Linked DNA regions of Mus musculus: regions 2, 3 and 4 are each linked to region 1. The links are chromatin contacts, called in public Hi-C and promoter capture Hi-C maps. All regions are on one chromosome and are shown on one strand. The core of a region is the stretch at or near the end of the contact, and the rest is flanking DNA. Distances in the headings are between cores, read along the strand shown. Region 1 holds the start of Gda (guanine deaminase). Region 2 has its middle 96 kb from the start of Gda. Region 3 overlaps Gda (guanine deaminase). Region 4 has its middle 54 kb from the start of Gm38486.

Region 1 (6,706 bases), core at 1,558-4,057:
TATATGTGGAAAGAACTAGGTAACAGTAATATTTGAGTACACTGTGTTTCAAGATTAATGAAACATTTGAAAATGAATTATTCATTTTGGAGTCCTTATTTTTTAAAAAAAGCTACATGCTGCTTGAGTGTAAAACTTAACTCTGAATTCTAAATAATACCAAAATGTTGGCTACAGAGGGTTTTTTTTATATTGTTTTGCTTTTTTAATGTATTAACTCATTTTTTAATGTGCTGCATTTGAATGAATTAATCATAGTTATTACCATTCTTTAATCCTAAATCCTGAAATGAGGGGTTAGATTTAGAAAAAAAGACAAGAAAAACTGTCCATTCCCTGGGATTTTGCCCCAGACCAAGGTCTGAAGTGAGGTGAGATTTAGACATTTCATACAAGGGATTCACCAGGACCTCTCAGCATGTGATTCACACACTGCCTGGCCTGCATCTCCAGAGCTGTCTTTAAGACCCCTTCCCAAGGCCTATGCATTTGAGTTCTCTGGGGATGCTGTCCAGGAGCCAGGATTTTCACAAGTGCTTCTAGATGCTCCCAAACCATTCCAGTGTATGTCCCGGCACTAGCTTTAAGAAGCTCCATATAATTCAGAGGCAACTAATGATCCCAAGTATGCACTGACTCACTTCCAGAATATACTAGTTTTCAAGGACCTTAAAGTGTTTAGATAAATACGAAAATAACCAGTTTATCTTAGCAACCCTAAATGTCAAGCATGCCCTATTTAACATGTGGGAAATCAAATACTGAAATACATCCATCATGCTCTCCCTAAGCCCAGGGAAGGGGTAACTTACTGTCTTACACTCAGAAGGAGAGCAACAGCTAACAATCCAATGACAAAGGAGAGTTTCAGCTGTATATCTTGACTAGCCAACCTCTGTGGCTAATTTCTGGTTAATTTTGTCTCATGTGGGAAGGGCACACTCTGCAAACCGAGAGTCTCAGCACGCTCCCAGAGGAGTAGGCTCTCTGACTCAACCACTAATTGCATGTTCAGGACACACTTATTCTTCAGTATAAACTCAAGGAAAGATTAATTTTATGATAACTTACTTCCTTTTCTTACTTATTTCCATCATGCCCCCCAAATATACTGTTGCATCCATTACTTATTAGAATTGAGGGAATAGGAGATTAATTCCAAAAAGAAAGCTATGAGCTGAAAAGCTTCTATGGCCAAACTAGCATCTCCTCTCTCTCACCAGCCTCTCAGGCTCTGTATTCGGTTTCCTGGGACTTACACAGGGAGGAGTTAGTTCACTGAAGCTGAGGATCACAGCCCAAAGCGTGGAGTGGATATGTATGCAGGTCTCCAGGTTTACTGAAGTCTCTCCGTTAGGTGAGCTCTGAGAATGTTATCACCTTGGAAACGCAACATCCTGCTTCCCAATGTACCAACAACAACAACAGCAAAAAAAAAAAAAAATCAAGTCCCACAAGAAAACAAGATTGGGAGCCTGTGTGGTGGCTCAGCATGTAAAAAGTACTTGTCACCAAGGTGCTTGTCACCAAGCCTGAGGACCTGGATTCAGTTCCTGGAATCCATGGGGATTAAGGAGAGAACCAACAAAGAGAACACGTTGCTCTCTGACCACACATGCTACTTTGAGTATGTACACACACACACACATTTTTAAAAATCTTTAAGAATATCAGGTTTGGTTACTCCCAAATCTAAGTCATAATTCAGCATGGTCAATGACAGCATCTTCAACTTGGCAGACCACAGACTGGTATACTTTGAGAAACAATTAAAAATCCCATTCTGCCCCCAAAATGAAATGACTTCACTTATCAAACTGGCCAGGATGTTACTAATGTACACTGTCACCATCTGGGTGGACAAAGAAGTGCCAGGTATCAAAGGACACTTGTGGAAATCTAATTGTAGGGGGAGGGTATAAAAGCTATAATCATAGAAGGCATTTTGAACCTTAAAATGAAACCGTTTGTTTTGATTCAAATGGCTGTGTTGTGTGTGTGTGTGTGTGTGTGTGTGTGAGAGAGAGAGAGAGAGAGAGAGAGAGAGAGAGAGAGACAGAGAGACAGAGAAGACAGAGACAGAGACAGATTTTCCAGTTCTGTCCCTTCCAAGATTAAACTTGTGTAACATGTAGTGTTAATGCATTGTTTGATGAAAGAGCCTGCGAATGAGACCAGATGTTTTTGCTTATTCTACCTGATAAATTCAGCAGACAACACTAATCAACTGATCCCCACGCCACCCTGGTCAGCTCTGTCTCAAGAAATTCAACCACCTTTTCTAGGGATGCCTACAGTGCGGTGCGAGTACTGTTCCAGGCTTCTGGGATGTCATTCCGCCCTAGCCAGGTTACAAACCTAGTGATCAGTCAGTCTGCCTTCTCTAGAAGCCAAACGCTAAAGTTCAACTCTGGAGCCACCGTGCTCGCTCTACAGGAGCGAACCCTGAACGCGCAGTGCCTCGCCAGGGTCCCTCCACCTGTCCGCGGTGCGCGGGACCCGGTGCCCACTCACTTTGCCGCTGTCGCTCACGCCGAGGAGGTGATCGCGAAGCACCTCCATGGGGCAGGTCCAGGTGGAGTGGACGAAAGTCCCTCGGAAGACGAGCGCCAGCGGCGGCGTCCGAGCCGCACACATGGCTGCAGCAGGGCAGCGCGAGTTCACTGGCCAAGGAGGGCGCACCGGGCGGGCGCAGAGCGGTTCCTGCGGCTGCGGAGCGGGAGCTGCTGGCTCTTGGGGCTCGTTCTGCCCCCGCTTCCCCAGGCGATCGCCTGCCCCCTGCAGGCCGCGCCCAGGGGCTGGCTCCCTGCCTCCTGGATGCCAATAGGATTTTTCTCCTCTGAGTTGGCTCCAGCTCCCTTGGGGTGTGGCTTTCCTCCCCACCCCTGCGTTGGTTTTGGATGTGTTAACTCCTTGAGTTATCGAAATCAAGCCACTCTGACTTGCTTTCGTTGTGCACCTACACTGTCTTCTCTGAGCCTTCTATACTCCTAGGACCGTTCATCCCCTCAACTTGAGCACCAGAATTCTGAACTTGCATAAACGTGGTGACAGGTGAAAGGTCACTTTGAGCTGTACACCTTGTGGCCAGTTTCCTTTCCTGAGATTGAAGGATGCATACTATGTGTTCATTGTTTGCTGGGGTTCTGGAAGCTTGACTTATGTGGAACTTTACAGGGATCTCCAGCACCAAGGGTTAATCTAGATCTCAAAGTCCCTCTCTTCCACCGAGGTCAATATTTTAGTCCTTTTGCCCATCCACATACAATACCACGACTAACTTGTCTTGTGTCTGAGGAAACTAATTTTATTTATTCAGTTGTAAAAGAGGAGAAAATGAAGTTCCCAGCAGCTGAAGTACAAGGGTAGAAATCTAAAGACCACCTGCAAGCTACCAAACAGTCTGAGGTCTTCCATTCCTTTCATGAAATCAGAACCTGGGCCAAGTCACTACAAAACCTGTCCAGGTTCCCTCCCCCCACAACAGCCTCCAGCTCCTCGAGTTAGGTCCTGCAGGCAGGACTTTCTGGTTACCTTCAAAGTGTGGATCCCAGGTTTCCTCTGCTGCTCCCCACAGCAATGGGCTTGCTCTGAATCTAAATGGGGCAGCCTCTCTTCATTGCTTTGCCTTAAGTTGTAACTCCATGCAGTAACTGCCCCTGCCCAAGAGCTAACTTCCCCCTATCCAGAAGTTCCCGTCCCAGGAATCCATCCTTTTCCTTCACTGGTCATATCCATCCTTAAGAGTGTCATTTTCTCCCATATGTTTATTACCATTTCTTTTTAATGTTAATATTTTATTCCTTTGATCATTTTTTACAATGTATTTTGATCATATTTACTCACTACCCCCACTCTTCCTACTAAATTCCCTCCAGATTGTGTCTTCTATATGCAGGAAAACTGCACCATGTGATCTCAATAACATAGTAGCCTACACGAGGCTACACCTGAGCACTAACATTAGCTGACAATCAAGCTTGGTATCGGGAAATCCCACAAGACCTCTCCAGATGAAGTGCTACAGGCAATTAATGAGGGCTGAGAAGGCGAGTCAGTCTTTGTCAGGGATGAGCCCTGTAATTAGATATCTAGTACCGAATGGTCACATCTATAAACATATCCTTATGAACAATACCAAATGGACTTAAGTTGCATTTACATTTTTATGTATGTTTACAGGTAGTACATTGTGAGAATTTAAAGACGTAGATTGTCAGCAATGACTACCACCCTTAGAAAATATTTGGAAAAATAAAGTTGCTAGTGAAGCTAGGTTGAGGTGTTTTTACTACTGGCTCTGATGAAAAAGGAAAGAAAAGGAAAAACAAAACAAAAAAACCTTAGAAGACAATATGAAGTTCAGAAAGGCACACTTTTATTAGTTAAGCTAGGGACCTTGTAAGGTCAGGGAACAAGAACTATGGCAGCACTGGCTGACGTGACTCTCACTGCAGCTGGACTGGTGATGGTTGATTTCTTATACTCATTTTGTCCTCAGCTTCCTGATATGATAGATTAAGAATTGCTGATGAGAGTGAGTTCCAGGAGGACCAGCACTACATAGTAAGACCTTGTTTCAAATAAATAAATAAATAAATAAATAAATAAAAATTTTTGTTGAAATAAAAAAAAAAAAAAAAGAATTGCTGATGAATAGATGGACATTTTGAAGATTTAAGGTAGATATGACTGATTTTTATTAAAAAAAAGTTTAGATTTGTGATTCTTTTAAGACTCTTACAAGATTACTTTTGAAGATAAATAGTAAAATAATTACTTCTTTCTTTGTAACTGCAAATTGCCAGTAAGAGAAACTGGCTGAGAAAAACTACCTTGCTTGATTACACTTTGATTATTTATAACAAGTTGCTTGGTTATGAATGTACATGGGGGTTTTCTTTATCTATACTATGGAATGTTATTTCCTGTACAGGTATTGGAAAGCAGGTTGTTTTTCATAATCATTTATTAGAAGAAAACTAACATGTAGTCACATTATAGTTGTATACTGCTTGAAAGATTCTGCTGGGATATATACGCTATGGAAGAAAGAATAAAGGATGAGTGTGGCTGGAACATTGCTTCTCCCATATACATCAACTGTGTGTTTGTGTGTGTGTGTGTGTGTGTGTGTGTGTGTGTGAAGTTTGTGTGAATGGGGGTTAGAGCATTGTTCCTTCCATTCACCAATTGTGTGTATTTATGAATGTATGTGTGGAATACTTGGATCCTGCTTGTTGGAACTTTGCTCCAACCATGCATGTGTGAATATGTATATGTCTATCTATAGGTCTGTAAGCATGTATGCATGCATGTATATATGTATGTATATTTATGTGTGTGAAGTTATTGAACTCTTGACTTTTTTTCATCCATTCCGTGTGTGTGTGTGTGTGTGTGTGTGTGTGTAGGGGGTGCACATGAGAATTTTCTCTCTTTCCTTCTCTTTCATTCAGGCCCCAAGGAATTGAAAGAGTTCATGGTTTTTCCACTGGCCTCAGAGAGCGCCAGCCCCAGTAAATTAAGCTTTGTTTGCACAGTTAAAAAGTCTGCCGAGCAGCTTCTCTGATGGCTGGCTGCCTTTAGGAACATTCCCTGTAGGTATCTGGATTCATCCCGCTAAGCACCGACCCCCAACAGCTGCCTGCCTCAGTTTACCCACCACATGGATGCCACAGCCAGCCATTGGCAGATAGGAAGGTAAGAATTTAGAATGTAGTTTGAATTTTTACTGACTTAGTAAAGTGACAATAGTAGGTTCTCCTCTAGGGTATGTGGCCTCCTCAGTAATGAGTACTTGGCCAAGCTGGATCAAGATGTAAAAAATCTCAGCCAGAGATTTCTTGATCCTGGAAAAGACTGACATCTAGGCAGCTAGGAGGAGGGTCTCAACACCCACCCTCACAGTGACACACTGTTGGGGTTTTGATTTGTGCTTATACAGGAATTCACTCGTCCACTGCAGGACCCTACCAACAGTTGGGTTTTTTTGCTTGTTTTGGTTTTTTTTTGTTTGTTTGTTTGTTTTTGATTGGTCAATGACGAGCCAGAGGTCAATGGCTGGGCAGAGGGGATAGAGTTGGGACTTTTATGATTCCCTGGCAAGAAATGAAGAAACAAGAAGAGGGATTCTACCATTAGGTGGGCAAAGGAGACAGACCACGTGGGAAAAGGTACAGGAGGGAGAGCCCATGGTCTTGTAAGAATCGGAGAAAGCGTTCCCAAGGGCCACTTCCCCTGTTGGGTCTGGGGTAAAAGAGATGAAACATAGATTTAGCAAGTATTAACTCAGAAATATTGGAGGGGAGTGTGTTAGCCATGTGGAGGTTCAAGAGTGGCCCCGCTATTGAGCTAAGCAACACATTTTAAATATAAATGTTGTATGTGCAAAGGGACTGTCCAGTGCTTGAACAATAACTTATATTATAACAATAACTGCATATTTATTAAATGATTATGTGTCTTTCATTTGTGAGTCCAGAGCTCTTGAGCGGGTGCAGAGCCGCAAGCACACCCACTAGGATCATACGAACACACTTCCTCCAACAAGGTCACGCCTACTCCAACAAGGCCACACCTCCTAATAATGCCACTCCCTGGACCAAGCATATTCAAACCACCACAGCAGGCAGCATAGTTGGATAGGACTGATGATTGAGATTTCTTCCTTGGCAATTTGCACAGCACCTTCTGGTACGCTGAG
Region 2 (6,706 bases), core at 2,798-5,297, 96 kb before region 1:
AATACTAGTACTTATTCATCTCTATGGACCTTCTCATCTGGGCCGTCTACGCAGCCTCTTCAATAATAAGCCTTTCCGTATAGACTTCTTAAATCATGGTTTATACCGTCCAGAAGCACAAAAGCAGACGCTTCCAGGTGTTCTCAAAGGCCTACACCCAGAATCAGCACATTACTCTCGCTGAACTCTAACGGCTGAAGTGAGCCCCAGGTGTAGCCCAGATTTAGTGTGTTAAAGGACTGCAGAGCAGGCATGCACAGGGGAGCCAGGTTAGGTTGGATGCCGTCTTTGAATGTCGAGCTTAGCCATCTGTTTCCTATAAAATGGAATCAATGTTGCCAGACTCACAATCATCACCATTTTCAAATAATAACCACCTAGTAGCAACATTTTTATAAAGATTAAAAAAGACTTGAGGAACGCCTCCCCACCCCACCCACTCTGGGCTCTTGGGAGTTTTTGAAAACATTGTTTCATGTGCGTCTATTCATATCTTGGCCACTAGGTGGCATACTGGTCAAACATTATCTTCACCTCCACTGAAGGCTGCTGAAAATTGCCACGTTTACAACTTGAAGCAAACATCAGTTCCCTTCACTTTCAAATAGTATTTTTTTCCTTAGCCTCTGGTTCACATAGAATACTTCCTTCAAGCTAGCAAATTCTCTTCTAACAATTTATGTTTCTCTATAGTGAAATGAGTTAGATAAAATGAGTTTCCCATCAGTGGAGGTGTGCAAGTAGAAGCTAGACAACCATTTGGCAAATTGCTAACAGAAATATTTTAACTCTATTTCCATGGCTATTTTCTGTAAATAGGGGAACTACCTTTTTTCAGACTGCGCATCCCCATTGTCTCCATCTGCTTTTGTGCTGATGTCACGGAGCTGAGTAGCTGGCCGGGGACCCTCTGAGGTTCTCCCACATTCTCTACAGAACCCAAAGTATGAACTCTCTTTACAGAGAAAGTTTGCAGGACTCCGAGCTAACCTGCAAACCTAGAACCAACTCTTGCTAATTGCCCTATTAATGCCCCTTATTTGCTTTGGCCTAGCATCCAACCCAGTTGTTTAACTTCTGTTGTCTGAGACCTTGATCTTCCTTTCCCGCGTTAACTTTTGGGACGATTCAACACGCTTCGGATTTATAGACGCAGCGTCCACGTGCTGGCCACTGCTGTTGCCCCAGTGCCGGTTTTATTTTTTAATTTAAATATATACATATATTTCAAGAAGCAATACATAAGACAATACAAAGTTTAGATACTTACAAATGTAAAAGAGAAGGCTGTGAAACATCCATTGAATTCTCAGTTCCTGCAGAGTAACCTGCTTCAGTAGATTACAAGCAGCTCCACAGGGCCGGTTGTCTGTGCCTGTGCCTGTGCTTGCAGGCCATTTCAATACAGTGTAAAAGCAATTACAAGAATATTTTTGTGTTTGCATATAGAATAAAGTCTCCAGAGCTAAACTGTAGAGTCAGAGGACATGAGTACCTTTCATTTTTTGAAAACTGTTACATTCTCCTTCTCAGTTTATTCCCCTCCATGTCTTAGTAGTGACAAACAAGGGCAGTTATTTCATGCAAATGTGATGTGGGGTGTGTGTGGTGGGGGTGCTGGGGACTGAGCCCTTAGCTTCATACATACTACACAGTGTTTGATTACTGTGGTATATTGTATTGGGATTGAGACCGGAGACAAAGAGCAGAGGTGCATATTTAACATGCCAAAGGGGACCTGTCCTCCAGGTTCTCCCAGCATCCCTCAGTCCCTACCTTGCAACCTTCACCCTCTACCCTGAACTTTCTAGGCCCAAGGGTTAGGCTTCCCCTCCCCCAAGAGTCTCTTTCATAAATAATCCAGACATTTTAGCGATCTCTCTCTCTCTTTCTCTCTTTCTCCCCTCCCCTTTCCCCCTCTCCCTCTCCCTTCTCTCCCCTCTTTCTTCTCCCTTCTCTTCCCTCTCCCCCCTCTCCTTTCTCTCCTCTCCCTTCTGTCCTCTCTCTTTTCTGTCCCCTCTCCCCTTTCATCTCTTCCATCTCTCCCCTCTTGCTTTGTCCCCTCTCCCCTCTCCCTTATGTCCCTTCTCCCCTCTTCCCTCTCCCCCTTTCTCTTCTCTCCCTTCTCTCCCCTCTCCCTTCTGTCCCCTTTCCCCCCTCCCCTTTGTCCTCTCACCCCTCTCCCTCTCTCCCCTCTGCCCTCTCACCCTTTTCCCCTCTCACCCCTCTCCCTTGTCTCCCTCTCCCTTCTGCCCTTACCCCTTCCTCCCTCCCCCGCCCTTCCTCTCCTCCTTCTCTCTCCCCTCTATCTCCCCTCTCCTCTTTCTCTCTCCTCTCTCTTTCTCCTCCTCGTCCCCTCTGTCTCTATCCTCATGGAGACTTCCTTGGTCTTGTCCTTGGGACCAGTGAGCAGAGAGTGGGTTTCCCAATAAACCTGCCTTTCTGTATACTCTAATCTGGCTTGAATTGGGTCATGTCACCAACAGAGAAATAATTCATTATATTGAAAGGCCACATATAAGATTGATATTTTATGGGTTTGAAGAACTATAACCACAGTGGCGCCTGTTATTAGCAAAGATGAACAGCATTTCTTACAAAGAGTTCACCGCGTTTCTTCTGCGAATGCACGGCTCCTATCCTTTGACTGATTTTTAAAGGATAATTTAACATTTTCTGATATTTATGGATTTGATGAATTGAGGAAAATTACTCCATGATAGAAGCTGTACAATTTTTCCCCCAAATAACCAGAAGTTGTTCATATTTTTTGTGTTTCTGTTTGTTGAGACAGGATCACATTCTGTAGTTTAGGCTAACCTGGAACTTTATGTAGACCAGGATGGCCTCAAACTTTTGGTGACTCTCCTCTGCCTCAGTGTTCTGAGTGATAGAATGTATTTACGAGCCATTATGCCCAGCCACTTACAATTTTTTTAAAAATTACTTGAATTTTAACTTAATGTTAATATAATATTTTATGGACATTTCCAAATTGGCATAAAACTCTTACATGATTATTCTTTTGACGTGGTTTTCCTCATTTGGAAAAGGAGGGTTCACAACTTGGTGTATATTTTGCTTAACCAATTACACTACACTTAGACCAAATGGTAAAATCTGTGTGGGGGGGGGGCGGGGGTGTGTGTATGTGTTGTTGTTGTTTCTAGAATTGAACCTAGAACCTTGTACACAGTAGGCAACTATTTTACTATTTTGTTACAGCCTGTTATAACATATTTTTGTTTTATTTGTCAAGAATAAAACAGGGTCTTAATAAGACTGGTTGGGATCTTATGGCCTTCCTGTTCCTGCTTCCAAAAGAGCTGGGACTACATGAGTACGCTCTCATGCCCAGCATCAGAAAACATTTTGGCTAATATTTTTCTCCTTAAATATGCTGGCATGTTGCTATGATAACAATTAGAATGTCCTATGCCGAAGTCTCTGAGAGACTTTAGGGGAGTGGGCATGTTTGAAGCAAGCATATGGACCAGCTGACTGGGAAGACATTTTTTTTGTGGTAATTAGGTCTCCCTGCCCTCCCAGGGCACTGCTCTCAACTCCCAGTTGTCAACATCCCATGGACTACAGTCAACTATAACGAAGCCTGTGACTCTGCAGTATTCTACTTCCAACCCTAAAGGAGCCTGGCCTCCAAACCATGCCAGCAGCAGGTTGGGAACTGGGTTCTGTAACAGAGTCATCTACCTTTTCTTTAATCGTTATACAAGTAGAATGTCCTCTGATAGCTGTAGTGCATTTGGCACCTGGAAACTCTGCTAGCTACAGCAGAAGACCAGCCAGATATGAGTGCTGTCCCACTTTTGTCCCAGATTGGCACAGTAGGGGAGGACAAAGCCATGTTATGGAGTGGGATGGATCTTCTGTGAGCATGCCAAGGCCTGGTCATGAGGCACATTGCTGTGGAGGAAGCTAGAGAAGGACCCAGCCAATTAATTATGTCTTATGTTCAAACTCCATCTCATGTCCAGCTTGTCCTCAGTTTGAACTCAGTAACTGGAAAAACCACAGCTTGTTCCAGGAACCAAGACACCCCCAAGTTACAGCCACTCCACCCTTGATAAGGGGAAATGCCTAGTGTCATGCCCAGGACAAATGACTCATGTTATATTAAAGTTTATGGTGCTAGCTAAAATTTTATGCAAGCTATGCTTTCGGAAATGTCAACCAATCATGTAACTACCAAGTTGAAAAGCCCCTTACCCAGCTTAAACTGTATAAAAAGCAAGACTGATACCAGCTTAGCATCTTCCATACCCATGCACTGGAAAGGTTGGAGAGGCCTCAGCTCAACCTTGAATAAAGACTCTTTGCTTTTGCACACAAGTTAGACTCCTGGAGATCTTTGGCAGTCTGGGGGGGCTCTAAAGTCTGGGCATAACACTTAGTAGTCACACCCTTGGGTGAGCCTCACCTTCTGAGCTGTCCAAGTGTCTTCAGAAACAGAGATGCTTCATCTTATAGAGGTCCTGGAATGTCCCTGCATTTGACGCTCCTCTGCTTGTTGGCATTTAGTTAGTCTGGGTAGTACATAGCATTGAAGGGCCTCCAGAGGTACACAGAACCTTGGGTTCTAATGCTATACTAACAGTGTCTAAGTGTCTTAGACAATACTTCATGGATTGTAACTGACTGGGTCCTTCACTAGCCTCTCCACAGCAATGTGCCTCACAGTCAGGCCTTGGCATGCTCACAGAAGATCCATTCCATGGCCCAGCTTTGTCTTTCCCTACAGTGTCAAATGGGGCCTGTCTTCGTCAGGGTTTCTACTCCTGCACAAACATCATGACCAAGTTAGGGAGGAAAGCGTTTATTCAGCTTACACTTCCATACTGCTGTTCATCGCTTAAGGAAGTCAGGACTGGAACTCAAGCAGGTCAGGAAGCAGGAACTGATGCAGAGGCCATGGAGGGATGTTTCTTACTGGCTTGCTTCTCCTGGCTTGCTCAGCTTGCTTTCTTATAGAACCCAGGACTACCAGCCCAGGGATGGCACCACCCACAATGGGCCCTCCCACCCTTGATCACTAATTGAAAAAAAAAATGCCTTTACAGCTGAATCTCATGGAAGCATTTCTTCAAGGGAGGCTCCTTTCTCTGTGATAACTCCAGCTTATGTCAAGGTGACACACAAAACCAGTCAGTACAGGGTCAAATGTCCTCTTATCATTCATGTCTTGCTGACTGGGAAAATTTCTCCAGTCTTACAAGTAGTCTTTGGTTCATGGAGTCATCTTCAAAACAGTGACTGCTTTTACAAATGGACCTGGTCATTCCTCAGCTGAATTTGTCCTTACTAGTTACTTACTCTGTAAGTGGCATCTAGTGACCTTTGTATCTCTTCACTCCCCCAGGCTTCTATCATGAGTGACTAGTTCCTAGCACATTTACCACATGGAAGGGAGCAGGAGACCCCATCAGTCAAAGCTACAATGAGATCCTGAAGAACTAGGTAATTGCCACCTAAGCAAATGTATAAATTGGTTCTTTTTTTTATTTTAATATGTGTAGTGGTGTTTTGTCTGCATGTATATGCGTGCATCGCCTGAGTTCAGAGGCCAGAAGAGGGTGTTGGATCCCCTAGAACCGGAGTTACAGATGGTTGTGAGCTGTGCTAGGAATTGAACCTCGGCCCTCTGGAAAAGCAGCCAGGACTCCTAGCCACTGAGCCTTCTCTCCAGCCCCATAAATTTGTATCCTAAAAATATTTTTAAGTATGACATTTTATCAAGACACGAAGAGCAGAAGAGTTCACACATGCTTCGAGTGAGCTATGGTTTCTTTAGACTTCAATCATGTCATGTAAAATGGCCTGTAGTTTCATAAATGACACAACATGGAAAAACCTATGGTTGTTTATACTTTTTACTCAATGAGAACAACAGTTTTGTAGGGGGTGTGAATATTTATTTGCTTTTCTATGGATTTTTACCCTGTAGGCCAGTGGCTTTCAACCTTCCTAATGCTGTAACTCTTTAATACAATTCCTCACGCTGTGGTGAGCCCCCAACCGTAAACTTCATTGCTACGCCGTAACTGTAATTTCGCTACTGTAATTATGCCATGTCTTGAACCATAATGCAATATAATAATATTTGTGCATTTCAATGGTCTTAGGTGTGAAAGGGTTATTCAACCCCTTTGAAGAGGTCAAGACTCACAGGTTGAGAACCACTGCTATAGGAAAAGAAAATCCATCTACCAATGACTGTAGAATTATTCTGGAGGACATAGAATGTCTATCACTATAAAGCACCCACCTAAACCCAGAGATGATTTTATTCAACACTCTGACTCACTGCCATGGGATTTTGTTGGGTGCCTATCTTGGCACTGCATTCTGCTCACCATGCTGGTGGGGGTTATGTGGTTATATAAATCAGTTCAAAATACTCAAGTTGCCAGGTGCGACTCACCTCGCACAGTGCATGAGCCCGGAGAAGTGCTTGCACTGACTTTTCTGAACCTCGTCATTTATACTCTAGAATGGCAAAGGGCCCTCATCCCTTTAAACAGACTGCGTGCTTCAGTCAAGGTTTCAGTCAGAGCTTCCCAAGCACAAAGCCTGCACTTCTTCCCTGGCTCGAGTGTGGCCAGAAGCAACTTCCGCTGAATGCAAAACAAAACATAACAAAACAACAAAATAGCCAAATGCAGAAACAGAAAACACCAAGGCTCTATCA
Region 3 (6,706 bases), core at 2,107-4,606, 76 kb before region 1:
CAGGATGGTGTTACATTACCACTGCTATTCCTGCTTCCAGAATTACATTTGCCTATATTACTGCATGTGAGTCTTAAGTTTAAATAAAAGCTGATGTTCAACATCAAAATGCACACCCTTCAAGAGGACAAGTGTGGGGTCTGTAAACCCTTTGGCAAGAGTCAAAACAGACAGCCTAAACAGTTGCCAGCCTCAGAGAGAAATGGGAGAGGGGAATCTGGCAGCTCATTTTGATATTTCTGATGTGCTAGCAATGCTGGACATGCAGACTAAAGCCAGGGGTTGGATTTACTCACCGATATCCCACAAAACAAATTCTCTCTCTCTCTCTCTCTCTCTCTCTCTCTCTCTCTCTCTCTCTCTCTCTCTCTCTCTCTCTTTCTCTCTCAAAATAAAACAAAGTACGACCTAAATGTGTACCATCTTGAGATATAATGTATACACACCAGATCTAAAAGTGCTTCTACCAGGAAAATAGATCTGGACAAGTTACTGCTGAGTTAGCATAGAGAACAGAAGAACTGTGTGTTCTTAGATGTGAGAACTAACTACTGCCTAATGGGTTTCTCTGTTATAAGATACAATGGAAACTCACCTAAACCCTAGGAGTGAAATATATGTTAATAAAACCTGTTCCTGGCCCTTGCTTGTTTATAGGAGGTGGAATTAATTAAGAAAAATGTAGTATTTAAGTAGAATACACATCACTGTTTCCTAAAGCTCTGCCACGTGGTTATGACCTGGTTTTAGTTCTAATATGAGAAGGGACACCATATACGTTAGAAAAGCTAAAAGGCCCTCTTTTGTTTAATATTCCTTGATGTCTAGTACAGGTAAGTCCTAGAAATATAAACATTAGATGGAATTTTTATATCCTTTTCACTATTCTAAGATTTTAATGCCAGAAAAATCTTCAAGAATTACAATGACAATTTGGTAAATTAAAACAAACGAACAAACAAACAAACACACACAGAGCTCTTTCAGTATACTGGCCTTGCAGAGCCTTATCCATAATGCTTTAGGGACTTGCACTTGGCTTTTAAGTTCTAGCACATTGATAGGAGGGTGAACTGTACAGCAATGATTATGCGTTGGGTAGATTCAGCATTGCAAAGAACCCTGTCCCCTCAGTGTCACCAACTCCGGGGAATATAGTACTTCCCCGATTTATGAAAACTCCAGTCTACAGAGCAGCAACACACAGGGCTTGTTTCTCATCTAATAAAACAGAAGCAACTGGAACACCTCACAGCCAGGAATCAAGATGACTTTGAAGTACACACACACACAAAAAAACACAACTATTTATGCCTTGCGGCTATGTGAATACTATCCCTAAGAGACTTTAAATCTTTAATACTCAACTTCTGCCGAACACTTTGAAGCATAGAACTATATTTGAAAAGCGTGTGGCATTCAGGTTCTGACATTCATCCCAAGAAGGGAAAGCATAACAATAACACATCCTGAAATGCAAATTTCACAAAGTGCAAATGTCCATAGACAATGTCGATCTAGAAGCATGTTTTAAATCCAGTAGGTTCTCCTTTTACGAGACTGTTCTCTATATTAAATTTCCAAGCACAACCAATGACTTTTCCAATGTCTTTTCAATGTCTAGCTTGTGCCCTCTCATAAAAATCTGCTCATTGGTCCATACTGGAGTTTCCTAATTTTCTTAGTCATTAGCACAGAGTGTCTAGCCACATAGGGAGATCTCCTCGTCCTGTATTTCCCTATATGGAAACGTTTTACTTCACTATTGGAAGCGCATTGCCAGCTGTTAACAATGTCTTCTGTGCGAGCACAATGCAAATCTAAACAGCCCAATGGGAGGCACTGTCATGAAATTACAATGCTCCCAGACTGGAGTGGAGAAGCAGCGCACTCCCTTCAAACAATTTACCAAGTGGGCACTGGAAGGAGACACAGGAACAGAAGTCATCCAAAGAACACGGTACTTTTTTGTAAATATACTTTCTGATTGGTCCCTGGGCACAAGGAAGATGGCGGAATCATGTCTTCCCAGGAGAATGTCGCAGATGTCCAAGGTCCTTACACTGAGCTGGAGAATGGAACGACCTGCTTTCCACCCACATAAACCTCCTCAATATTTCGGTCGTCTCCTGAAATTAAAACCAAAGAATCATTTGTACTGTGCTTTTTTTTTTTGGGGGGGGGGGTCAATGATTGCCTTAGTTTCCTTTAGATTTTAAGAAAGAAAAATAAAAACCTTTAAAAGAAGAAACACAAGCCCCCAAAGGTAGAAACTTTATTCCTCCCAGATCATTTACAGTCTCCTGGAGATGACTTGGTCAAGACATCCTAGCCAGTTGAGAATTGGGGTCTCCATTCTGTATCGGAGGCGAAAATCATAGGTAGCTCAATAATCTCCCATCGCTGACCTTTCTGCTGAAGGGGCTGGCTGGCATTTCCAGGCCTGGGTGAGAGGACATACTATATACTATCTATACCCCCAGCATCACCCTCAGCACGTTGAAATGAGCAACCTGGAGATGTGGCCTGGCAAAGCTTACCATCGCCCAGTGCTGAGCTCACTCAATAGTAGGCAGCGTAGGCTCTCCTGATTCAATTATGTCTCAGGGAATGACGCTCTGATTGTGACTCCAGTTCTGTCCCAGGATAAGGACGTTGTGGAACACAAGAGGAGCACAAGAAGACTTGACATCAAGCTCTCTCTCTGCCTCTACATCCCAGCTCAAGACTTATACATTCTTGGAATTATTAGGCATTGTGCCATAGCACGCAAGCTCAGTGCTGAGAACTGATTTTTTTTAATGAGTTAACACAAATTAACATGCATAGAGTTTAATGTGTGCCACCAAGAGTCTTGAACAAAGAAAATATTGTATTTAGCCCAGAAACATAAATATACCTACCTAGATAAAGAAACTTCTGGATAACAGCCTAAAAATAGAAAATAGAGGTGGTAAGAAATATGTCTTTGAACATTTAGAAGTAAAATTTATGGATAAATGCTGTTGGCAAAGTCCAGAAATTGAAATTTATTTCTCCATGACAAAATTTACATTTTAATAAAGAATGGTGTTATCAAAAACAAATGAATAAATGAAAACCTAAGCCCAGGGCAAGCAAACAACAATCAGCCTACCAGATATTAAGAAGTGCCTGCCCATTACTGGAGTTTGTTTGTTTGTTTGTTTATTGGTTTTTGAAACAGAGGCTCTCGACATAGTTCTAAAACCTGCTAAGTAGAGTAGGCTGGCCTCAACCTTAGATCTGTCTGTCTTTGCCTCCATAGTGCTGGGATTAAAGGAGTGTGCTACCATACCCTGCTTATTCCCGGAATATTCTTGACAGTCAACCTTAAAATTGTCAGAGGCAAAGTATTGCACAAAGCAAAGAAATCATTGCAAAAAGTGATGCAAGTGTGTCAAAAGGTGTATTACGGAAGAAAAACGATGAAATACAAAGCGTACTTCTCGGAAGTTTACTCTAATATAAGAATGAGAACCAGCAAAATAACCACGCTTGAAGACACTCTCCTACAAACAAAAGCAGGAAGGACATTTGGCATTTTCCTTCTCTCTGGAAGCAGGTCCTAACACCTACGGGGAGTTTCTGGCCTTTCCCTCAGTCAAATCCTAGGATGCTCCTGTGGGCGCTTGTAAAAGCAAGCGGATGAGATGTGTTCTCCCTACCCCAGGATCATCCCTGTCTTTGTCTTACACTTGAGGTCTTGCTAAGGCTCCCAATTTAAAATCTTTATATCAGACCATTTCTCCACAGCTCTCCATTCTCCGTCACACCCAGCAGAGGAACACTCAGGTTTATCGGGATCTTACTTCATTTATGATTTCTTGTACTATAGAAAACTTATATCTGCATGCTTTTCTCTGGCTAATAGGGATTGCCAGTTTCAACCTGAACCAACAGAGGGACAGACAGTTTGTCTTCCCTGAAACAACAAGGGAGACAAACTTCAAATAACCTGGTCACATAGTGAGACCTTGTCTAAAAACATAAACAATCAAAAAATCCTAAGCCAAAAAAAGATTTAAAAACAGGGCTGGAGAGATGGCTCAGCAGTTAAAGAGCACTGACTGCTCTTCCAGAGGACCTGAGCAACCATATGGTGGTTCACAACCATCTGTAACGGGATCTGATACCCTCTTCTGTCACGTCTGAAGACAGCTACAATATACTCAAATACATAAAATAAATAAATCTTTTTTAAAAAAAATTTAAAAACAACAAGACAAACAACAACAAAATCCAAGGATTAATTTCTCACAAAAAATAAATGAATACATCTTACTAAGAATGATTGGTTTAAAATAATCCCCTCCCACTCCCCCCCCCCAAAGGGCATTTTGTTTAACTTTTACTTACCTCAGAAATATCACCAACAAAATCCCCATAAAACAGATCAATGGGAGAGTCTGATGCTCTGGGGTTGATCAAGAGGGCATCAAATTCCTTGCCAACTTCAAAGTTTCCAATCTCGCTATCAAGCCCCAGGGCTACAAACAGACAGAAGTGACCATCAGTCAAAACTACCACAGACTCCTTCCTGTGTCCTTGTTTACATGGACAGACTCTGTCAACATATAACTAGACCCTCCAAAATTAGCACCTTACTCATGAAGCACCTTACTCGTGAAGCAGAAAAGTGCTCCCATCCCAACAGGACAGAAGATCTTTGCACAGACAATGAAGAAGAGGAAAGCAAATAGCTCTGTTCATGGCAGTGTCATAGTTCTGATGAGGTCTCCTCTTCAGCCCTGTCAGTGCGCTCCACTGAACCTTCAAAGCAGCAAGCTTGACACACCACCTACCTACTTCATTCCCCTCTTCTCCCCAACATTTCTAGACTTACCTTTTTGTTCCATGAAATAGTTGGTCATATTTATTTTCACTACACTAAACTGAACCTCACATTTAAAAAAAAAAACTGCAAAATTTTCAATACAAGTACACCCATCAAGAACCTGTAACTCAAGAGTCTCAGTTAACTTGAAAGGCACTCTGATTGCCCAAGAAGAATGGTTTCCTAAGCTAGGACAAAGGCCAATAAATGTCTTCTGGCTTCTCCCAGCTTCCAGCTATAATTCATGTCCATGGTTTCTGGATGCCAAGAAAGAACATGCCTCATTTTTAAAATTTATTAAAGAACTGCAGGTGTCTAGTTTTCTTGCCAATGATGCTGTTTGATTGGCAGCTCCTTAAAGCCTGCATTCTGAGCAAGAGGTGCATTGAGATCACATTCATGGTATACTATCTATTCCAAGATTTATGTCTGCTGCATCCTGTCACTTCCAGTGTATTTTATGATGGGGAAGTATTGGGTAGATTTTTCTTTGCTTTTCTGGTATGGTGCAGTATCTGACATGGAATATTTCTGTGCACAGGCATCCCAATAACATGGCAATTGTCAGAACAGCAAATTAGAAATCATACTTGTTCTTAAATCCTCTTTTTCACTGCCTGTAAAGAAAGGACTTTTTAACCTAAAGACATCTTAGTCAGAGAAGGCTGTGGAAATAATAACTGTTAAAAGCAGCAAGGTGACTTCTGGGAGAGTCTGGTGTGAACAAAACATGGACACTTGGTTACTTTTACTGGTTACATGCTACTTTTTGCCATTGACAAAGAAGCAGCACCACACTTTGAGGGGTTTTATTATTTGCTTGTTTGGGTTTTTGTTTTGGTTGGTTGGTTTTTGAGATATGGTTTCTCTGTGTAGTCCTGGCTGTCCTAAAACGCAATCTGTAGACCAAGCTGGTCTTGAACTCAGAGATCTGCTTGCCTCTGCCTCCCAGAGTGCTATGACTAAAGGTGTAAGCCGCCCACCACCACATAGTTTACACTATGAGCTTACAGTGACTATATTCAATAAGAAATTGAGTGTGCTTAGTAGGCCAGAGGAGCTGACACAATTGTGAGGCCCAGAGGGTCTGAGGATATCTAAACTAAATGGGCTATTCATCAGAAAACAGAGAGCTCAGAGATGAGCTATGTGAGAAACAGATGACAGGTTTTAGTGAACATGGAAATAGATGTAAATCTAGATCTTTCCATAGACAGAACCAGGCTGGTCAGCAACTCAGATGGCTTCAGGAAATGCAATCCAGTAGCACTTGCAACTTGAGGAATGCTGTCTGTATGGGGTTGGCTAACAGAGAACGTGTGTAAAGGTTGTGGCAGAGCTGGGAAGTGTTGCACTTTAAACAGGAATGACTTAACCCACTTCACTCAGGCTCCACTACAGACATAACCAAGGAGAAGGAAGTCCCGAACAGTAACCGGTCACCAAACAACACTGATTTAAAGCTACCCTCTGGGTGAATGCTTTGGCAAGTTCCCACAGTGGCTTGATTAGAGACAGCAACCTAGCAGAGTGAAACACAGAGCCTAGGCTGAAGAACACTGCTCCAGTTTAGTTCCACCTATTTTCATCAGTGGGTGGGCAGCAGATCACCTAGCTAAAGTATATAACGTATATAATGGTGCTGCGGGGCCAGGACCACACTTAAGATATTTAGAAATGAAATAGAGAGCCAGGAAAATACAAAGGATGTAACTTTGATTTCTCTCCCTTGAAACATTCTTTTGGTGTTCATGATAGTCTAGAATATGCAAAGATGGTGTTCCATTTTTGATTTAGGGACTGTATCATAAATGTACATAGATCTGTAAATGTATATCTAATGGCTCTAGA
Region 4 (6,706 bases), core at 2,472-4,971, 70 kb after region 1:
TTAACGTTCGCTTTTAGTAGCTTGTTAATTAGATTTATATAGGCCATTTGTGCTCAGACATAGATCTAGAAACTTCACTAAAGTCTGAACATTAGCAAAATTGTATCAATATTTTACTGAAATATTCGTACAAACAGGAAAACTTCCTTTGTAGATGAGTGAAAACGTCATGTAATCTTAGCACTTTGACTGTTTATGGGTTACTGCGTGAACAGTCACTATAATTTTAGTAAAAAAGAAGTTCATTTTTCCCAAGGATGAAAGCTATACCAGTCTATGGATATAGTCATGAATATTTAGAAAGCAGTTTGTCTATACGTCACTTAGGAAAACAACAGGAGGAAACTCCCCATTCAGAACCTGCGATTTCCCCATACATAGACCTCTAATCGGGATTACAATACCAAGTGTGCTGACTCCTAATAATTAGGTCTGAAATCCAATTAAACAAACAAACAAACAAACAAACAATAAAGCAGTTGATTACACCCAAAACAGCCATGCCAAGATTGCACCAGTAGGCATGTCTTGCTCTTGAGCTCAGTGTTCTAACACACAGGGTTCACAGATGGGTAAAACCATTGATTATGTTTGCCCACCAGCCTGCATAGCACCTCTGGGAGTCTGAATGTCGATAAAACTCTTTTTCTCTGCATGGTTGGTTGAGTCCACAAATATATAACTCAGTGATACAAAAGACTAGCCATTCTTCCATCTAAATCCTTCTTTCCCCAGCTCTCTAAATCTTTTTTTCATAGCTCAACTTAAGAGCACTTCTTCATTCTTTCCTGACTCTTCAGTATGTTAGAGATTTTATTGCTTCTTTTAATACCCAATATGTCTCCCTAACAATACTCATGGCATGTTTCCCTATAATGTTCATTGATATTGAAATTCACTCCTTTGGTGTACAGTTCTATGAGTTTTCACAAATGTGTAGCCCGTTAATGACTACTGCAGGAGGAAAGATAGCTGGATCAGCCCTCATTCCCAGAGAAGTTTCTTCATGCCCCCTTCCTGTATTCAGTCCCCCATCTCACTTCAATCCCTGGCAACCTTTATCATTTTGCCTTTTTCAGAATGTCAATCAAAAAGTAGGCAGCACTTGTGACATAGGCTTCTGTCATGCATCGTAATGTCACTGGCATTCATTCCTCTACTCTTTACTTTTTATTGTTGGGTAGGATTCTATCATGTGAAGAGACCCATGGCTTACTAATTCATGCTCTGCTATTATAAATATCCAGGTACAAAGTTTTATTTCTCTTGAATAAATGCCTAAGAATTAGATGGCTGGGTTACATGATAAGCACAGGTTTTTGTTTATTGAGCTATTCCTCAAAAATATTTTCCAAAGAGGCTAAATCACTTTACTGTCTCACCAGCAATGGATGGGACTCTTAGGAGCACTCGTTTTGCCGCTGTTGGTTACAGTCAGGTTTACACTCCATCTTTGTCTCAGCATTCTGATAGGTCTACTGGTGTGGAACTCGGACTTCAAGTAATATTTTCCCACAATAGCCCTTGTCAACTTTCTTTTTATATATTGATTTACCATGTATATTTTTTCTTTATTTTTTAACTTTGTTTTATTTTTTAAAATTTTACACATGAATATTGTATTTACATCATTTTTCTCCCTCTTTCTCCTCCCTCTATTTCCTCCTACGACCCCCTACTCCCTCTCAAATTCATATCATATGCTTCCTTAATTACAATTATTACATGCATACACATATATACATGCATACAATATACATATGCATGTGTAAAAACAAGTTTACACTGTATTCAGCTCACTTACTGTTGCTAACATTTCTATATGTTTAGGGCTGACTACTTGGTAATTGGATAACCAGCCAGGGGCCTTATCCCTGGGGAAGACAGATGCTTCCATATGCAGCAGTCATTAATTGCCTTTAGCTCTTCAATAAGGGGTGGGGCCTTTTGAGCTTTCCCCATCCTCATTGACATGTCAACTGGTGTCATTGTGCAGGTCTTGCTTAGGTGACCATATTGTTGCCACTTCTTTGTCATATATAGACAACACTCTCTCACTAAAGACTGGTCTTCTGGCTTTTACAGTCTTCTGCTCTCTCTCTTCTATGATGTCCCCTGGGCCTTAGGTGTAGGGGTTGAGTTGGAGATGTACTAACTGGGGGTGATCACCCCATAGCCAGCTGTTCCCGGTATATTGACCAGCTGTAGACTTCTGCAATAGTCTCTGTCTGATGAAAATAGAAGCTTCTTTGATGGGGCTTAGGGAATAAGTGAGAGCTCTGCTTCCCTGACCGATCATCCCACAGGGTTTGTGATCTAGTCTGGACCCAGAGATTGGATGTGGCCTGTGTATCAATGTCTGTGCCAGGGCTTGGTGGTAGATTCCTTTAGTCCCAGCAGTTGGGAGGAAGAGACAAGCACATCTCTGAGTCTGAGACCAGTGTGGTCTACATAGTAAGCTCAAGACCAGCTGGGGCTACATAGTGAGAACCTGTCTCCATCAGCACCACCACCACCCCCAAAAAGACAGAAAAGAAAGGAAAATGTCTATCCCTGTTTTTTGCTCATTTTATCAAAATAATAATAATAACAACTGAACTATTTAATTTCATACCACTGTTGTCTTAATCAGGATTTCTATTCCTGCACAAACATCATGACCAAGAAGCAAGTTGGGGAGGAAAGGGTTTATTCAGCTTACTCTTCCACATTGCTGTTCATCACAAAGAAAGTCAGGACTGGAACTCAAGCAGGTCAGGAAGCAGAAGCTGATGCAGAGGCCATGGAGGGATGTTACTTACTGGCTTGCTTCTCCTGGCTTGCTGTCTTCTCTCTTATAGAACCCAGGAATTATCAGCCCAGGGATGGCACCACCCACAAGGGGCCCTGCCCCCTTGATCACTAATTGAGAAAATGCCCCACAGCTAGATTTCATGGAGGCACTTCCTCAACTGAAGCTCCTTTCTCTGTGATAACTCCAGCTGTGTCAAGTTGACACAAAACCAGCCAATACAAGTGTTTTGAAAGTTTTTGTTTTAATACAAGATTTTCATCAACCATGATTTTACAAATATTTTCTCCTTGTTAGTAGCTCCTCACTTCAATTTTGTAAACTGTCTTTTGTAGAAAGGGTTTGTTTTGGTTTTTTTAAGCATTTATAAGATACAATTCATCGGGATTTTCTTTTACTATTTCTTGTCTCCGTCATGATATTTCTCTGTTTTCTTTTGAAAGATAGAATTCTATGTTTTACATGTGTTTCTATAAAATACTTTAATTTTGTAAAGTGTGAGGTATAGGATCAGATGGTTTGTGCTGGTATTTTTTGTTGTTGTTTTTCTTTTCTATAGCTCAGGAATTGTTTTGGCCCTTTTCATTGTACAAAATACCTTTTCTTGACTTTTGATACACATAATACACAGGCTTTGTTTAGGTTTTGGTTTTGGTTTGGTTTGTTTTTTCTAGGCAATGTCTCCTTATGTTGCCCTGGTTAGCCTGGAATTCCTTATGTAGACCACACTGGCCTCAAATTCACAGAAATTCACCTGCATCTGCTTCCCAAGTACTGAGATTAAAGGCATGTGCTGTATGCCTGGCTATAAAAGACACAAATGCAAAGTAATATATGGTCTGTCATGGTGAACATTCAGCATATACTATGAAAGAATTATAGAGCTTCCATCTTTGCTGATGCTGTTGCTACATGCTCTATTAATTGTCAAGAGGCTGCATCTTCTGATGTTATTGTTAGTGTAGTTGCTATAGCAACTGCATCTTGGATACCTTCCTTGATCTACTTGGAACTAATATTTTGCCACTAAAAATAACAGGCAGATACCTTTCAGATTTGTGCTGCAGACATTCCAACCATACAGTGTTATATATTTTGCCTCAACTATCATATGAACTTCAAAGAGCTTGTGGAACGAAAGAAACCTGTTGTGCTCATCCAAATATTTATAAATTTTGTTGCTTCTTTACCTTAAAATTTAGAGACTCTCCCACATTTTGACTGGCATGTCTTTTAGAGCAGATTAGCTAACTGTCCTTCACTGGAGAATTCCTGCTTCTAGTTACATTCAGCAAGGATATCTCTTGACTCTGGATATAGAAAACAGTGTTTTTTTTTTCTTGGCTTTATTTTGTTCCAATGAGTATTTTTTTTACCATTTTTAGTTTGTTGTTATTTAAGTAATTGTTTTGAGGCTGTTGCTTTTTTTTTTTTTTTTTTTGTATTCTAATCTGACTTCCTTTTTATCAGGGATCTTTCAAGATTGTTAGCATTTACAGTAAGATATATTTCTATTTCTGTGTATATGTGTGTCTGCATGTTTTGTGTATATGGTATACGTATAGTACTTGTGGGGGCCAGAAGATGGCATCAGAGCATTATTCATTCTTAATCTCTCCATTCCTCCATCCCTTTTATTAGCATTTTAAGAGCTGAATTCTTATTTGATGCTCCCCATCAGCCTTTCAATTACATTTTTTAAAAATCTTGCTATGTCTTGACTGTGCATTGGCTGTGCATTTCTAATCCTCCCCACAGCTAAGCATACATTCTCCTCTCCAACGTTCCTGAGTCAGTTTGCTAAATCAATATCTCATCTGTGCTACCCCAGACCCAATCAGATAAGTGACCCCTTGAGCCACTTTCCTGGATCCTTACACGCCACTGGGCCTTTAAGTTTCACCTTTCTGCTTCTCTGTCATGGTGATTCTCCTCTCTCAGTCTCTTGCCTGCATAATCTAAAAGTTAAGTCCCATCTCCCTGCCTAGCAATGGATACATGGCAATTCTTTGTTATCAATCAAAGCCAGCTGGGGGCAGGGACCCTCAGGTCTGGAAGCATGGCTTTCTGGGAGCCAAAATAAAACAAAGCATTAGAAATAATTCCCAAAATTTCACCTTTTCTGTTCAAATTTTTTAAAAAGGTTTTTCTCTCAGATACAAATTGAGCACAACCATAACAATTATGAAAGTTACAACGTATGTTATATTATTAACATCTAGTCCATCATATTTGTCAATTAGATAAAGTACTCTACTATTTATCCCAATTTAAAGAGTTTATAATCTGGGCTGGAGAGATGGCTCAGCAGTTAAGAGCACTGATTGCTTTTCCAAAGGTCCTGAGTTCAATTCCCAGCAACCACACAGTGGCTCATAACCATCTGTAATTGGCTCTAATGCCCTCTTCTGGTGTGTCTGAAGACAGCTACATTGTACTCATATACATAAGATAAATAAATAATTTTTAAAAGAGTTTATATTCTATATTTGAATTATGTTCTGACTTTTAACTTGTATAACTATCTAAAAATTATCTTCTCTATATTATCTTCCTCAATGCTAAGCAACTTAAGTTTGATTATGAGACTATAATTAGTCTTCAACCCCATCAGAAACCTGAGAACAAATTAAATATTACCTGAGTATATAGAAAACACAAAAACATAGCTTCCAAAACTTAACCAAATTTGCAGAAACAGCTGACTATCTTGACAGTCCCCCATTCCTCAAAATGTCTGAGCATGTCTTCAGCCTTCTGGCCCAGAACCATCTGATACCTTAAAATTAAGCAGGAACTATGAAGAACTTACTTGCTCTGTCTTGGCAGAACTAAACTGTTGACTATCCTGCATTGTGTGCCTTTCTTGGACAGTAGTTTTTTGTTTTTGTTTTTTGTTTTTGTCTGTAGATGAATAGGGTAATTTTTGTCCAATGGCAATCTGGTCATAACTGGAGCAACTCCATATGGAGGTTTTGATGCTCAATTTCTTTTTTTGAACCAAAAAAAAGGGTACTTTCAGGAGCAGACATATCTCTAGTCAAATCATCTTTAATAACGAATTAATATTAAATGTCATATTCTGTGGATTCCTGATGTTTTTGAAGACTATCTACCTATATAAAGTATATCTGAATTGCTGAACCTTGACTACTCTTAGCTATTTCTATTTGAATATTGTAGAAAGCTTTAATATAATTAGATCAGGATCTAATATAACCATGAGCTTATTACCTGGCCCTTAGCGCGCATTACTTAATCATTCTAAGCAGTTTGTAATAGCAGTTATTAGAAGAACTGGGTATAAGCCAGTCTTTCTTTTTTTATTAGATATTTTCTTTATATACATTTCAAATGCTATCCCCAAAATTCCCTATACCCTCCCTCCACCCTGCTCCCCTACCCACCCACTCCCACTTCTTGGCCCTGGCGTTCCCCTGTACTGGGGCAAATAAAGTTTGCAAGACCAATGAGCCTCTCTTCCCAGTGATGGCCGACTAGGCCATCTTCTGCTACATATGCAGCTAGAGACACGAGCTCTGGGGGTACTGGTTAGTTCATATTGTTGTTCCACCTATAGGGTTGCAAACCCCTTTAGCTCCTTGGGTACTTTCTCTAGCTTCTCCATTGGGGGCCCTGTGATCCATCTTATAGATGACTGTGAGCATCCACTTCTGTTTTTGCCAGGCACTGGCATAGCCTCTTACGAGACAGCTATAACAGGATCCCTTCAGCAAAATCTTTCTGGCATTGTGCAATAGTTTCTGGGTTTGGTGGCTGATTATGGGATGGATCCCTGGGTGGGGTAGTCGCTGGATAGTCCATCCTTTCGTCTTAGCTTCAAACTTTGTCTCTGTAACTACTTTCATGGGTATTTTGTTCCCTATTCTAAGGAGGAATGAAGTATCCACCCAT

What was found. Promoter capture Hi-C pulls out the DNA fragments that hold promoters and counts their contacts. Hi-C and Micro-C count contacts between places; a contact is called where the count stands out from the background.
Region 2: a promoter capture Hi-C map of hematopoietic stem and progenitor cells shows a contact between it and region 1, with 4 times the contacts expected there. A contact is called at or near these places in 9 of 39 promoter capture datasets (the 3T3-L1 cell line, 3T3-L1-derived adipocytes, the HPC-7 cell line and 6 more), 37 of 484 Hi-C or Micro-C datasets (the AML12 cell line, ECoMG-derived neutrophils, the G1E-ER4 cell line and 23 more), 9 of 130 datasets of targeted methods (the G1E-ER4 cell line, bone marrow-derived macrophages, cardiomyocytes and 5 more) and 4 of 9 other capture datasets (adipose tissue, liver, macrophages and 1 more).
Region 3: a promoter capture Hi-C map of neutrophils shows a contact between it and region 1, with 3 times the contacts expected there. A contact is called at or near these places in 6 of 39 promoter capture datasets (3T3-L1-derived adipocytes, the HPC-7 cell line, liver and 3 more), 11 of 484 Hi-C or Micro-C datasets (ECoMG-derived neutrophils, bone marrow-derived macrophages, brown adipocytes and 7 more), 4 of 130 datasets of targeted methods (bone marrow-derived macrophages, cardiomyocytes, embryonic fibroblasts and 1 more) and 3 of 9 other capture datasets (adipose tissue, liver and pancreatic islet).
Region 4: a Hi-C map of olfactory sensory neurons shows a contact between it and region 1, with 2.7 times the contacts expected there. A contact is called at or near these places in 1 of 39 promoter capture datasets (neural stem cells), 1 of 484 Hi-C or Micro-C datasets (olfactory sensory neurons), 1 of 130 datasets of targeted methods (bone marrow-derived macrophages) and 1 of 9 other capture datasets (pancreatic islet).

What each region holds. Positions count from the first base shown.
Region 1 is chr19:21,469,854-21,476,559 of GRCm38.p6, forward strand. It overlaps Gda (guanine deaminase), which reads right to left and starts at 2,808. Exons shown (of 14, transcript NM_010266.2): 1 at 2,515-2,808. The coding sequence starts at 2,637.
Region 2 is chr19:21,373,029-21,379,734 of GRCm38.p6, forward strand. No RefSeq gene overlaps it. Among named protein-coding and RNA genes, the nearest start is that of Gda, 96 kb to the right of the region's middle.
Region 3 is chr19:21,393,130-21,399,835 of GRCm38.p6, forward strand. It overlaps Gda (guanine deaminase), which reads right to left. Exons shown (of 14, transcript NM_010266.2): 12 at 4,378-4,508; 13 at 2,904-2,931; 14 at 1-2,129. The coding sequence ends at 2,059. Among named protein-coding and RNA genes, the nearest start is that of Gda, 76 kb to the right of the region's middle.
Region 4 is chr19:21,538,585-21,545,290 of GRCm38.p6, forward strand. No RefSeq gene overlaps it. Among named protein-coding and RNA genes, the nearest start is that of Gm38486, 54 kb to the right of the region's middle.